2 separate regions of the Hordeum vulgare genome follow, and region 1 is linked to region 2. The links are chromatin contacts, called in public Hi-C maps. All regions are on one chromosome and are shown on one strand. Each heading gives the region's core, a stretch centred on a gene start, on an enhancer-like site or on the middle of the called end of the contact. The rest is flanking DNA. Distances are from core to core; before and after follow the strand shown. Region 1 holds the start of LOC123410135 (GATA transcription factor 20-like). Region 2 holds the start of LOC123408056 (mitogen-activated protein kinase 4).

What was found. Hi-C and Micro-C count contacts between places; a contact is called where the count stands out from the background.
Region 1: a contact with region 2 is called in a Hi-C map of seedling, with 2.1 times the contacts expected there. The contact joins the promoter of LOC123410135 here to the promoter of LOC123408056 in region 2. A contact is called at or near these places in 2 of 6 Hi-C or Micro-C datasets (leaf and seedling).

The regions. Positions count from the first base shown.
Region 1 is chr7H:569,128,623-569,131,500 of MorexV3_pseudomolecules_assembly, forward strand. LOC123410135 (GATA transcription factor 20-like) reads left to right here and starts at 1,599. Exons shown (of 7, transcript XR_006612976.1): 1 at 1,599-2,249; 2 at 2,377-2,490; 3 at 2,600-2,734; 4 at 2,849-2,878.
Region 2 is chr7H:568,935,991-568,939,162 of MorexV3_pseudomolecules_assembly, forward strand. It overlaps LOC123408056 (mitogen-activated protein kinase 4), which reads right to left and starts at 1,404. Exons shown (of 3, transcript XM_045101265.1): 1 at 1,131-1,404; 2 at 64-489. The coding sequence starts at 486.

The DNA of each region.
Region 1 (2,878 bases), core at 349-2,848, 190 kb after region 2:
ATAAACTATTGCGTGGATGCAATGCAACACACACCGCTGCAATTTATGAACGAGTGAGAGGGTCGCATTTTCTTGCCTTAATTACTATGGTTTTTCATTAATCGGAAATAATATCTGACAACTGTTTGCTGGGAGAAGGGTGGCAAACGAATCACTGTTGATGACAGTCTTAATTCTAATTTTTATGATGAGAATGAGATCAAACGGTGACAATTTTAAATGAAAATTTCCCTTCTGTGATACAAAATGGCAATATCGATGTGAAGACATTACAACACCCCATAACTAAAAGTTGTCAACGAAGGGGCTGTTTGGATTGTGACTATCTTTGCCATATCTTACCACATTATTTTTGCTACACTTGCCACACTTGTCTTACTTGAGCTGCTCAAATTGTTAGCCACACATTGGCTTGCCTAAGGAAATCTTGCCACACTTTTTGTGTCTATGACATGTGGGGTTTAGTACTAACTAGCAATAGGGCCCGTGCGTTGCAACGGGAGAAGAAAATACCACACGTTTTAAATTTTTTTATAATCATTTTGATTTATTAAAATAATAAACTAACTAACTAATGTAGTCAGTCCTATTCTATTTTGTTGATAAATCAACCCGTCCATTGTTAATTCCACCATGATGAGAAATTGAGCGGGACAAACAAAGCAAAACAAAGAGGCTACGTGAATTGATCAATGGACTGTTATCTTATTTCACTCATGGGGTAGAGAATGTGGGATCAGATGACAAACTGAAGGTGGTGTTCCATTCTTTGTCTCTACAACAATACAACAATACAATCTTACATTATACATTCATTCATCAGCAAACAAATCCCCACAAAACAAAATTTCTTACCGGTGCTTGGCACACGGTTGGAGGCATGGGGAGGGGATCTCACGAGATGATGAGTTCCTGCCGGAGGAAGGGATACGATGAGGGGAGCAAGGGTTAGGCGCCTCTATCTGGCCATAAGGAGTCGCCGTTGCCGCGCCATAACCTCGGAGTTCCCCGTGTGAGCCATGGAGGCCCGCCTCCACCTGCAAGTACTTAGCTTCGCCGCGCCGCCGCCGTTCTGCATCGAGCAGACGCATCATCCTCAATTTCTCATCATGATGGAATTAACAATGGACGGGTTGATTTTCCAACAAAATAGGACAGGACTTACTACATTAGTTAGTTAGCTTATTATTTTAATAAACCAAAATGATTATAAAAATTAAAAGCGTGTGATATTTTTTCTTCCGTTGCAACGCACGGGCCTTTTGCTAGTAATAATATATATATATATATATATATATATATATAGATTAAAAAATACTTGCTTTAGGTGTGGCTAGAACCAAACACCCACCTAACTTAATTAAACTTGACTAAGATAAGTTATGATAAAATATGGCAAGGTGTGTCTAGAAACCAAACAGCCCCGAAATCGTTCACAAATGCCACCCCTCCTGGCTGACATTCGCCAGCTGACGGGTCCTTTATTAATTATTTGTACAATTAATGCTATGCAGCACGTGAGACATGCGCGCTCCATCCTTCCAAAAAGTGCAACCGCATTTTGGCACATCGGGGGACGGTGGGGGTGGGGCCCACGACCAGTCGCCCCTTTGACGTTTCCATTTCCGCCACTCCACACCCACAGTCCACACCGAAAACAGATCCAAATCCCCAGCTCCATCCCCGTCGCCCAAAATCCAACCCGATCCCATCCGATCCGATCCATCGCCATGGCACCGTCGTTCTGGGGCCCCGACTTCCCCCCGCAGCCGGCCGGGGTGTTCGACGACCTCGCGCCCGTGGAGGCCGAGGCGGAGGAGGAGGAGGAGGCGGAGGACGCGTACGAGGGCGAGATGGAGGAGGAGGAGGCGGAGGACGCGTACGAGGACGAGATGGAGGAGGAGGAGGAGGAGGAGGAGGAGGAGGGGGACGAGCAGCATGAGCACGGCGGCGACTGGGAGGCCGTCCCGATGGACACCGAGGACTCGGCGGAGCAGCGCGCCTACTGCGGCGGCGGCTGCGGCCAGGATTTCTGCGGCTGCAACCTGCTCACCCTGTGCTTCCCGGGCGCGGTGCACATTTTCATGTCCGTCTCCCCTGACAAGGTGTCGCAGGTGGAAGCTGCGCTCTCGCTGCAGGGGAGATTGGATCCGGCGGACTCCACGGCTGCACCGCCCGCCTCGCGCAACACGCTCACCATGACCTTCCGGGGCCAGGAGTGCAAGTTCGACTCCGTAACCCCTGATGAGGTCCACCCCTTGTCCTCTGCCAACTGTCTTTCTCTGCCCTTTTTTTGTTGTTGTTGTTGTCGCCGTACGTGATTCAGTAGCCTCGGGTGATGTTGAACGGCGCTAGCGTGTTCGATCGCTGTCGCAGGTGCAAGATGTACTTCTGTCGCTCGCGGGAATGGAGCTGATGGTCCCTAGCATTGAGCTAAAAATGCACTTCCCGGGTGGGAGCCACGACTTCGACTCTGTATCCCCTGATAAGGTCCATCCCTCGACGTTAGCAAATTGTCATCTCTGCCTGTTTTGCACATGATTCAGCAGTAGCCTCGAATGATATTGCAAGGTAGTAGTTTCTTTGGTTGCCCTCGCAGTTGCAAGCTGTACTTTCGATGCTGGAGGGAATGAAGTTGACGGTCTCTACGGCTGTGCCATGGGCCTTGCACAACCAGCTCACTGAACCCTTGATGTGCTGGATCTACGTGTTGGACCCTGTATCCCTTGATAAGGTCCATCTCTTGCCGTTTGCAATTAGTATAATTTTGTCTTCTCTGCCTTTTGTACGTGATTCAATAGCCTTGAATGATATTGCAAGGTGGTAGTGTCTTTGATCGCTGTTGCAGGTGCAAGCTGTACTTTCGCTGCTCGGGGGA
Region 2 (3,172 bases), core at 154-2,653:
GTGAACAGATGAAGGACTAGATGGAATTCAAAGGTAAGAATGAAAAACAGAGCCGACACATACCTGAAAAAGGAAATACTGGCAGTGGTCATTGGACAGCGGCTGAGACGACTTGACAATCTGATGCAGATCCGTGTCCATGAGCTCGGAGACCAAGTAGACATCCTTGAAGCTCCTCCTATGTATCGGCATCATTATATCCTTCAAAGCAATGACATTCTCGTGGCGCAGGTGCCGGAGGAGCTTCAGCTCGCGCAGCGTCCTTAACGCATCCACACGGTTGTCAAAGACGTTGTTTATCTTTTTGATGGCGACCTTCTCATTGGTCTCCTGGTTGATGGAGGAGCAAACTATCCCGTAGGCTCCCCTCCCGATGGGCTTGATGGGCACGTACTTGGTGTCGATCTCGAACATGGTCTGCCACATGGTGTAGTAGTGCTTGCCATGGTTTCCGATGCCGTTCGGAGGATCCACCATCATCGCCATTTTCTAGGGAGAAGAAGGAAACACAGATTAAGTTGTACTTATAATTGAGAATAATGGAAGCATGGCAATGGAAAAGTTTACTAGGTTAGGGTGCCAATTTAATTTTGGTGAGCTTGACTTTTTTTTCCCCCATGGTAATAACAGTATATGTTTCCATCCCACACACAATTCATCATCCCCCCATAACACAAGCGTCTAACACGGCGCGAGCAATGCTCTTAAGCCTTCATCCATTTCAAACTTTGCCATGTCTTATGAGCTTGACCTTTTCCATGGCACTACTACTAGCAGCCTGAGTTTCCACCCCCACGATTTTATCCTCAACCTACCACCAGTGCCAGTGTAACACTGTTTGTCTGACTGACCAAGTCCCCAGTGGTGTCTTCTGAAACTGAATCAGAGACACCCTCCGTCCCCAAGCCCAGCGGCCAGCGCAGCACAAACCGTAGCTGGGCGCTGCAATCCGGCGCCGAATTGGCCGCATTTCAACGCAGCTCCTCCCGCCCGCGGCGACCGGAACCGGAGGCGGCCCAATTCGCCGCCGCTACGCCTCACGAAGGCCGCAGGAGGAAAAGGAAAAGAAAAGAAAATGAGGGAGGAGAGAAGCTCATCCGCCCCGTGCGCGGGCGGGATGGATCGCTCACCTCGGGACGCAGCAGCGGCGGCGTCGTCGGCGGCGGATCTGGAGAAGCAGAGCACGTCCGGGAGCGGCGGGGGAGGGAGGGGATGAGGGATACGAAGGCAGAGGCAAAGGCGGAGAGCGACCGAGCAGGAAGGCTTTTTTATTCCGGGGGAAGGAACGTACGTACGTACGTAGCTCCACTGGGGCTTGGACTTGGGGGAGTGGTGGTGGTGGGATTGTGATGAGGAGGAAGATGGCGACCGGTGCCGCTCAGGGACAGCGAAGGGGCACTGGCACTGGCAGGCAGCTAGCGATGGAACACGCGGCAGCCCGAGGAAGATGATGAGAAGGAGATCCTGTGGCCGCCCTATATATGCCCGCGGCGGCCCGCCCACATGGCCGGCCCCTTCGGGACACATGGCCATTGCCGCTCCTCGGGACCGGGATCGAGACCGATCGTCCATCCTTCCGGTCCGGGTAAGCCGCCCGCCGGCTTTCCGGCAACGGCTCGCACGTGAACGCCCCCCGCGTAGCGTGCGGCGCTGCAGCGACGGCTCGTGAAACATCCGGGGCGCGTGGACGTCGTCGGGCGGGGCCACGAGGGCGCGCCGGGGTTCGGGCGGGAGAGGGGAACGTGGGCCGTTTGCCCGATCGGTGCAGCGGTTGGGTTGCTTCGCCGGCGCGCGCGCCTTTCCTCCCCCCGTTGACCCGTCAGGCAGGCGGGGCGTACGGTACGGACGAGCGACGCGGGGGGCTGCCATGGCTGATGGTTTCGCCGCGTGATGCGAGTTGGGCGGGTTTAGCATGCATGGTGATTAGTTAGTGGTTACGCTTACGCCAGGTCAGTTGTTAGTGCTTACGTTTAGGCTGCGTGTGGTAGCAAAGTTTTGTGAGAACCCGCGTGATGCGAGTTGGGCGGGTTTAGGCCCTGCTTCGGATGTCTTTTTTTTTGCCAAATACACTTGTAAAAATAATACACACTTCTATTGATTGGTTTAGTTTTCAGCTGATTTTATACTATGACCGATATAATACATCTGTAAAATATTACACTTGTAAAAATAAAACGGCATTCCAAGCAGGGCCTTAGCATGCATTGTTCTGATCCCCCAAGGTTGAGAACCCGGAGAGCATATCCCAATTTAGACCTGTCAGCTTGTGCAACGTCCTCTACAAAATCATCTCGAAGGTTCTGGCGGCTCGGCTGAAGAGCTTGCTGCCTGAGATCATATCCCCAAACCAAAGTGCATTTGTCCCGGGCAGGCTGATCACCGATAACTTCTTGGTGGCTTTCGAATCCTATCATGCTATTAAAAAGAAGTTGTCTGGGTATGGTAATTGTGCAGTCAAGCTAGACATGCACAAAGCTTATGATCGGGTGGTGTGGCAGTTTTTAGCACGAATGATGATCAGGCTGGGTTTCTCTCAGGATTGGGTGGATCTCATCGTGGAATGTGTTTCCTCGGTGCAATACCAGGTGCGTATCAATAATGAATTATCAGACGTCTTTGTTCCAACGAGGGGTCTTCGGCAAGGAGATCCCTTGTCCCCCTATCTATTCCTGTTATGCGTCGAGGGTCTGTCAGCTCTGTTATCGCATGAGGAGCAGGCGGGTAATATAACAGGTGTGAGGGTGTGTCGGGCCGCGCCACCTGTGTCACATCTTCTATTCGCATATGATTCCCTCATTTTGATGAGAGCAGATCAGGCCCATGCGACCTGCTTACGTCAAGTTCTTCAGGATTACTGCGCAGCCTCGGGACAACTGGTGAGCGAGGCCAAGTCGGCAATCTTCTTCAGTCCGTGTACTCCAGCCCAGATACGAGCGGAGGTTTGCACCACACTTAACATTATGGCCGAGGCTGTTTCAGACAAGTATCTTGGGCTTCCACCTATTGTGGGGGTAGATAGATCTGGCTGCTTTCAACATCTGGTGGAAAGGGTATTAAGCAGAATTAGAGGCTGGAAAGAGAAACTTCTATCGGTAGGAGGACGTGAGATTCTTCTCAAAGCTGTGATCCAGGCTATTCCTTCTTATGCCATGTCCGTTTTCAAGCTACCGAA